2 separate regions of the Triticum aestivum genome follow, and region 2 is linked to region 1. Evidence: chromatin contacts called from public Hi-C data. All regions are on one chromosome and are shown on one strand. The core of a region is the stretch at or near the end of the contact, and the rest is flanking DNA. Distances in the headings are between cores, read along the strand shown. Region 1 has its middle 28 kb from the start of LOC123160077. Region 2 holds the start of LOC123161245 (AAA-ATPase At3g50940).

Region 1 (4,073 bases), core at 1,484-3,983:
AGCCGGTGTCTTGACCTCTCGCCGGCTACTGTTGTCCCCTTACCCAAGAACCAACTTTGGTCTGTGCAGCATAGGGACCCTTCCCCTCTGACTGAAGCATCAGGCGACGGTTCCACTCCGATGAGCGGTGGGGAAGTGAGCCGACCTTTGCGCTGAAGCATATACCTCTGGGGCTCACTGCTGTCGGTCATGGGACGACGTTGGAGACCCGCCACGCCGGCAATAGACTAGTGTGGTTTCGTTTTTAGTTGAAAATATGTCCAAAATGTAACCATTTTCATCCGGTTTGTATGAAATCCGTCATGTTTAGATGAAATCCGACCGAGTTTGCATGAATTTTATCAGGTTTGTTGAAAGAGAGTCTGAAATGTATGCGGCTAGCATTGAATGACGGTTTCCCGCATCCGTGTCCGCAGACTGGTCCCCACTGCCTGTGGACGGATGCGGGAGAAAATGTGCGGGTCATTATTGAAGATGTCCTAAAGTTGCCACTCGTAAAAGGAAAGATTCTTCTAAAAGTGGTGTAGATGTTACCTGCTCCTTCGTGGATGGCACTACGAACTGCATGGCCATTCTCGTCACAAGCCGCTTCCTTGGATCCAACGGTGGCATGTTCATTGATGTCAACTGCATAATGCCGGCGGGAGTGGTCGGCGGGATTGCGGAGATGGCTGGCGGTTTCACTCCCGTCGAAATCGGGGCCTCTTGTGACTGCAGTTGCGACACTAGGGCAGTTGACGGGAAGAGGAGGCGCCGCGGGCGAGAGGGAAAGGAGGGAATCTTTTACTAACAAAGTGGTGACGACTACTCAAAATTAAGAAAGTGTGGGAGATTTTTTTGCCTTAGACTTCAAAATTTTAAGAAGTAACCATTTGAGAGTTACGGCTAGCTGCATGTCAGATAGCTTTTTTTAAAAGTTCGGATAGAGATGTTGTAATTCTAGCATTCCTGATCCGAAAAAGTGAAAATGGCGATTTAAAGCAAAAGTGCCTTTCTCCTCCCGAGCTCAAATGAGCTAGGTGAACAGTAAAATCAAAAAAAAAAATAAACTATTTTTTAGGGGAGTGGGGGGGGGGGGGGGGGCGGACACTGACTAAGTTCAAAGTGGTCGCAAAAATTCATCATGGAATCACATTCCTGTAAGGCGTGGCAAAAAAAAAAAACAAATTCTGTGCTTCAAAATGCTTTTGAAAGTAGTATTTCCAGAGCACAGTTTTTTTTGTCAAGCCTTTTAGGAAAGTGATTTCATGATGAATTTTACAAGCACTTAAAACTTTTGTCAATGTTTCTTCAATTTGTTTTTATTTTTTTATTTTACTGTTCACCTTTGAGCTCCGGAGCAGCGACAATGCATGGAATATGCCTAAAAAAGGCCAAATTAGTAAATGGAAAACACAGTGCAGAAAAGGAGAAAAGGCCAAATTAATAAATGAAAAACACAGTTCAGAAAAGGACAAACCAAATCGAACCAGTCCGTCGTCGCGTACTCTTCACCCTCTTCCAACCCGACGTTGACAACTGACGTCCAGGCTTGTGTGTTGTCTGGTCGTGTCCGGCTTGAGCTCTTGTTATAATGGGATGATCTAGCAAGATTAATTTTTAATTTTAATAGAGCTCCTGGCGTCGGCAGCATGCTTTGCAAGTAGACCGTCCAAAGGGGCGAAAGGAGCGACACCGGCCGCCGTGGTGTGGATTCAAGCAGACGATCGAGGTCGAACCAGGGTTGAGACCACAAACCTGATTTGGCAACGCTCTCCTGGTGCTCGTTTAGAGAGTGGCTCTGTTCCTGTTTCCTCTCCGAACCAAGGGTGCCGCTCCAACGCAGCCAGGGAAGCCCTTGAGCGGTTGAGCCTATCCACTGCAAGTCCATCTGCATGTACCGCCCGAAGCGAAGTTGTGCTAGCTGGGCGGCAGGGTGCAGCAAGCAAGCACGTACCAAGTGTGGCAAGCGCCAAGCGCCAAGTGGGAGTCACGTACGCCTGTCCAACAAAATACGTGTTGGGCTGGGCGTGCCTCGGTTCGTGCCATGCACCGCCCATGGCCGCGAGCACGCAGGTACGACGACACGTCCATCTGCACCGGAGAAATCCATCCACCGATCATCATCCGCACTGCGCGCAGAGGACGGTCGTCGACCCGCAGGCCGTGCTCGCCGCCATGCATATGTTCCAATTATTGGCGCCTTCGATCAGCTGACAAAATGGGAAACGGAAGAATGGGCGTATGGTGTTACATGACGTGCTCGTCGATCGTCTGCACTGCACTTACAATGTACCATGTGGCACGAAAGGTACCTTTCCACCTGTCCCCTTCAGCAAACCTGAATTCTTCATTGCTTGTTTAGCACTATATACTACGTATATTAAGCGGTGAGAGCAGGTGATATATTTTGGCAAGGAGTTCTTGCATCATACATTCAGATGCTATATATAATTGACCAGATAAATCAGAACGGACGGTCACGCTAGCTCACGTACCGACGGACGACAACAGGCAAATCTGAGTAGCTTTCATGCACGTCGTGCTCAAAATCGATCGGGGCAGATCTACAAGTATCCCTTAACATTTCAGAAAGCACTATACATACATCGAACCGGTCGGTCCATGCTTGAGGCCACCTGATCAAGTTGCAGACCTGAAAACATTGGTCCGTCTCGGCGTCTCTGTCCGGAAGAGCGAGCAAGGAGATCTGCATCGGGCGGCCTCTTGCCGGGTTCAGCACAGTGCCCGTCCCTCTCACGCCGTCGCTGTTCCGTGTGGTGGCGGCACCTACCTACCTCAGTTGCTCTCGTGCCACCACTCCACTAACTCTGTTTGTTTACGGCCTTGAGGAATCTGTGAATGTAAACCATCATGTCCCTTTGAGCTCTGGACCTTTTCCTCCTGAAAGCAAAAGGCAGAGCCGTCTCGCCGTACGTGCACCACCGACGGTGGAACCCTCGTATGTTCTAATCCTCGGCCGGACTCCATCATTGGACACACTCCCCATCCACCTCGATCAATCTCACACGGTTCATCGTCGGCCAAGATCAGCGCCACGTATGGTGGTGGTGCTCGTACGTGCTGAATCCGTTATTTAGCTGCAAGGGTTTGTTTTCGGAAACACTAACGCCCATACGTGTGAGCGTTTCCCAACTCGCCCACACGATTGGATGGTCGTTCACTGTCTTTTGCACGAATCTTGACATGAAAAGGTGGATTTGGTGTGCCACGTAGGACAAGTCCCGTGTGTGGCGTGTAGGTAGTTCGTCCGCACGCTGGTTTTTTCTTCGAGGTCAGCGGTTGCGAGTCGGGGCGTGCGGTGGAACTGCCGTCGCGCCCGCACGCCACGCCCGACTGCGGTTGCTGTCTTCCACGACTTGCCACTCGCGCTCCCCTCACGCTTCATTACTCCCCTCCCATTCATTACTCCCCAACCCACCATCCACACCAGTTGCATTCGATTGAGGAGAAACCGAGAGGAGAAGGCGACGGCGGCGGCGGAAGAGTCGACCGCATTCGCGGCCATTGGTGGGGTTCGCCGGACCGTAGCGTCGTCGCCGGAGCAGACACATATTGAAGGTAAGGCTCCCTCCGTGCTCACATTCCTGCATGCGATTTCTGCCGTCCTCCCTCTGTGGTCAATTTCCCCTCGAGTTTCCTCGAGATTCCGGCCGATTCGCGGTGCTCCGGCTTCCCCGTCGGCGGTGGAGTCACGTGCTTGCCATTTAGGGTGGCATTGCGCAGTTTCGTCGCCGCCGCGGTGGCAGTCATACCGGTGTGGCTCGCCCGGTCCGCAGCCGCATCTGTATCTTTCCTGTGTTTGTGCGGGATTTTCTAGATGTTAGTTCTGATTTTGCCTCGAAATGCTATGGCCATCAGTGTAGGGCGCTTTTTGTTGTTGAATTCAGGGTATGATAGTTGCGATTGAACCCTAGATCTAGTTAGGTGCATTTCAAACTGAATTATAATGGCGGTCATGGCATTTTCAACAACTACCATCACTGATGGCAACTAATTTTCTGAATCAACCGTGTCAGTTGCCATGTCAGTTGTAGGATAATGTCAGTTTGTGAGATCCAATTTAGGGAGTA
Region 2 (3,973 bases), core at 1,026-3,525, 140 kb after region 1:
AAGATCTAAAGATCAACAAGTTGACTGAGACTTCGCCACGCCTCAGTCGACCTTTTTTTAGCGCCCCCTTCTAATTATACCATAACTAATGTATTATTATTTATATGTTTTAATTAAGAAACTAAAAATTAAGTGATATTTATGAGAACTTTTTTAGCGGGTGAATATTTGTGAAAAACTTAATGTTCTCATTCCCATTATTTCAGCATAATATCATATTGTAATGATAAGACATGTACACATTTATTAAAGGCCTAGTCCGCGCAGTTGCGCGGGCCACTTTGGAAGTTAATAAATGAAAAACACAGTTCGGGCAAAACAAACCGAACCAGCCCGTCGTCGCGTACCCTTCACCTTCACCTTCTTCCAACTCAGTGTTGACAAAGGACAAGTGACGTCTAGTCTTGTGTGTTGTCTGGTCGTGTCCGGCTTGAGTTCTTGTTATAATGGGATGATCTAGCACGATTAATTTAATAGAGATCCTTGTTTAATAGGGATCCTTGCGTCGGCAGCATGCTTTCCAAGTAGATCGTCCATATGGGCGAAAGGATCGACACCGCCGTGATGTGGATCCAAGCAAACGATCGATGTCGAACCAGGGCTGAGACCACAAACCTGACTTGGCTACGCTCTCCTGGTGTTCTTTCAGTCTGTTCTTGTCTGCTGGCCAAGCCTTTTTTGCTGGGCAAACCAGATTTACTGCTCGGAACTCGCCACTTGGACGGGTGGTCTCCTCTCGTAAATGTAAAATACTACTAGTCCTACGTGTATAATTCGTGCCACCGTCCGATGCCACGTTCATCTGAACCGGAAACAGGTCCATCGATCATCATCCGCACACACCAGCTAAGCTAGGCCGCTGCCTGAGTTCACAATTATTGATGCCTTCCACCGCCTGACGAAACGGAGAACGGAGAATGGCTGCCCGCCTTTTGCAAACGGATAAAGTGAGAGTGGCGGTCAGTGTTTTACAATGATGTGCTCTCGTCGTTTGCACGTAGTGCAATGTACCATGTGGCACGAAAAGCACTACCTTTCTATACCTGTCCGTCCCCTTCAACAAACTTAATTTAACCCATGCGCGCGTCGATCTAACAATATCTTATGCCTGTCCGCGTGAGAGCATGTGATATCGTTTTGGCACCAAGTACGTGCTCGCCAGTTGTGTGGCCACACACACAAGAATACGTGGAAAAAAACCCACAAGAATACCTGAAACATTTATAATTGATCAGATCCCCCTGCAAGATCAGAACGGACGGACCACTTGGCATGAGTGGTAAGCTATATCAAAAACAATGAAAAAAAAAGATCAGAACGGACGGGCATGCTATTGCTAGGTCACTTACCGATGGACGACAAGAGGCAAATCCGAGTAGCTTTCGCACACGTCCTACTCAAGTCGATCGGGGCAGATCTACAAGCATGGATCGTGTAACATTTCAGAAAGCGCTATGCACTGAACCGGGCGATCCATGCCTGATTTCGACAAGTCGCTCAAGCTGCAGACCAGAAAACACTAGCCGCCCTGGCGTCTCCGTCCGAAAGAGCGGGGAGATTGCACCGGGCTCTTGCCGGATTCAGCACAGTGCCGGTCCATGTCACGCCCGTCGCTGTTCGTGCGGTGGCGGCACGGCGGCACCTACCTACCTCAGTTGCTCTCGACTGGACTCTCCAGTCCACTTGTAGCTTCGTTCACGGCCTCGAAAGAATCTTTCTGTAAACCATCATGTCCCTTTGGGCTCTGAACCTTTTCCAAAGCAAAAGGTGATCACCGAGGCACGACCGACGGTGCAACCGTCGTACTGCATTATTATCAGTGGACTGTGTGGACACGCCCCCGTCGACTCACCGTCGGTCCAGATCGAGGCCACGTACGGTGGTGGTGGTGCTCCTTCGTGCTTAATCCGTTGCTTAGCCGCCAAGGCGGTTGATCAAAGTGGTGTGTGTGCATGGACGGAAGGCACGACCGACCGACTACTCACCGTTAGCCAATCATCGCTCGGCTTGGAACGCACGACTGGCACGGAAGCCTCTCAGGTACATTTTCGCCACCTCACCGGCGTGCGGCGGGCCGACTCGTGTCATCGCCAGAAAGGCAGGGCGAAAGCAGCCGGGGAAGACGCCAAGAATGATGCGGCAGGCAGCGAAAGCCCAGCCGCCCCGCCCAGGCGTACGCACCGCACCACCCCCTCACCTCGCCAACTTTCCACATCCGGCGAACCGCCTCCCCCCGACCCGTCCCCTCCGGCGCCACCTATAAAAACCCACCACCACCACCACCTCCTCCTCATCCCACTCCACTCACATCACCACACAGCGCGCACCAGCACACACTGCACCCACTGACACTGTGACAAACCGACGCGCACCAAAGCTAAGCTGGCGGCGGCCATGGAGATGATACTGGACTGGCGCTCGGTGGGCTCGCTGATCGCCACGGTCATGGTGTTCCGAACGGCCATGCGGGACTTCATCCCGCCGGAGGCCGAGCAGTGGCTGCGGCGCCTGCTCGCGCGCCTCGCCGCCGCGTTCCGGGCGCCCACGGCCACCATCCTCATCGACGAGGCCGACGGCGCCAGCTCCGGCGCCACCAACGACCTCTACGACGCCGCGCAGCTCTACCTCGGCTCGCGCTGCCTCGCCGCCGCCCCCGCCGTGCGCCTCTACAAGCCGCGCCAGTCGGAGCGCGCCGTCGCCTCGCTCCCGGACTCGCACACCGCGGACGACACCTTCCAGGGCGTCCGTGTCAAGTGGACCTCCACCGCGCGCCCCGTCGAGCGCGGGGCCGGGCACAACCCCTACAACGTGTTCGGCAGCCGCGGCGGCGGTGCCGGCGGCGACCACCGCAGCCTCGAGCTCCAGTTCCCGCGCCAGCACCGCGACTTCGTGCACGACACCTACATCCCCCACATCATCGCCGAGGCCACCCGGATGCGGCTCAAGTCGCGGGAGCGCAGGCTCTACACCAACCGCGCCGCCGCGCCCGGCGACGACCACCACCGCCTCTGGACCTCCCACACCTTCTCCCACCCCTCCACCTTCGACACGCTCGCTGTCGACCCGGCGCTCCGCGAGGAGATCCGCGCCGACCTACTCCGCTTCGCCGCCCGCCGGGAGCACTACGCGCGCGTCGGCCGCGCCTGGAAGCGCGGGTACCTGCTCCACGGCCCGCCCGGCACCGGCAAGACCAGCCTCGTGGCCGCCATCGCCAACCTCCTCGAGTTCGACGTGTACGACCTGGAGCTCACCACGGTGCCCACCAACTCCCACCTCCGCCGCCTGCTCGTCTCCACCACGCCCAAGTCCGTCGTCGTCGTCGAGGACATCGACTGCTCCCTCGACCTCTCCGACCGCAAGAAGAACTCCGGCGGCGCCGACGAGGACAACGCGCAGCTGGCGATGCTCTCCCCGGCCGCCGCGGCGGCCATGGCGGCGATCGGGCGCGAGTCCATCAGCCTCTCCGGCGTCCTCAACTTCGTGGACGGGCTCTGGTCGTCCTGCGTGGGCGAGCGCCTGATGATCTTCACCACCAACCATCCGGAGCGGCTGGACCCGGCGCTGCTCCGCCCGGGCCGCATGGACCGCAAGATCGAGCTGGGCTACTGCACGCCCGCGGCGCTCCGCGTGCTCGCCAAGAACTACATCGGCGTCGGCGAGGACCCCATGGACGAGCCCGACACTGTGGTGGACGGCCTCATGGCCGAGGCCGAGGGCCTGCTCGCCGCCGACGTGCGCATCACGCCGGCAGACATCGGCGAGGTGTTCATGGGTTGCGACGGCGCGGGCGCCTCCGCCGCGCTGAGGAGGCTTGTCGGGGAGCTGCGCGGCAGGAGAGACACGCCGGCCGTCGACACGGTGCAGCCCGGTGCATTGACAGAGGAGAAGATGGAGTGAGGCGGATCAGAGACACAGAGATTGACCAGTAGTAGGTGGCTTGTTGCTGCATTGCCCGGAGAATTGCAGATGAAAT

What was found. A called contact is a pair of places that touch in the nucleus more often than the background predicts.
Region 2: a Hi-C map of leaf shows a contact between it and region 1, with 7 times the contacts expected there. The contact joins the promoter of LOC123161245 here to the enhancer-like site in region 1. A contact is called at or near these places in 3 of 5 Hi-C or Micro-C datasets (leaf and root) and 1 of 1 datasets of contacts at active chromatin or transcription factors (leaf).

What each region holds. Positions count from the first base shown.
Region 1 is chr7B:584,486,763-584,490,835 of IWGSC CS RefSeq v2.1, forward strand. No RefSeq gene overlaps it. Among protein-coding and RNA genes, the nearest start is that of LOC123160077, 28 kb to the left of the region's middle. Within about 2 kb of position 2,734, at least 1 of the 8 cell types and tissues checked has an H3K27ac peak or open chromatin away from gene starts, as enhancers often do. A contact at or near this core is called in leaf, where this site is marked.
Region 2 is chr7B:584,630,005-584,633,977 of IWGSC CS RefSeq v2.1, forward strand. It overlaps LOC123161245 (AAA-ATPase At3g50940), which reads left to right and starts at 2,276. Exons shown (of 1, transcript XM_044579102.1): 1 at 2,276-3,973. The coding sequence starts at 2,395. The coding sequence ends at 3,897.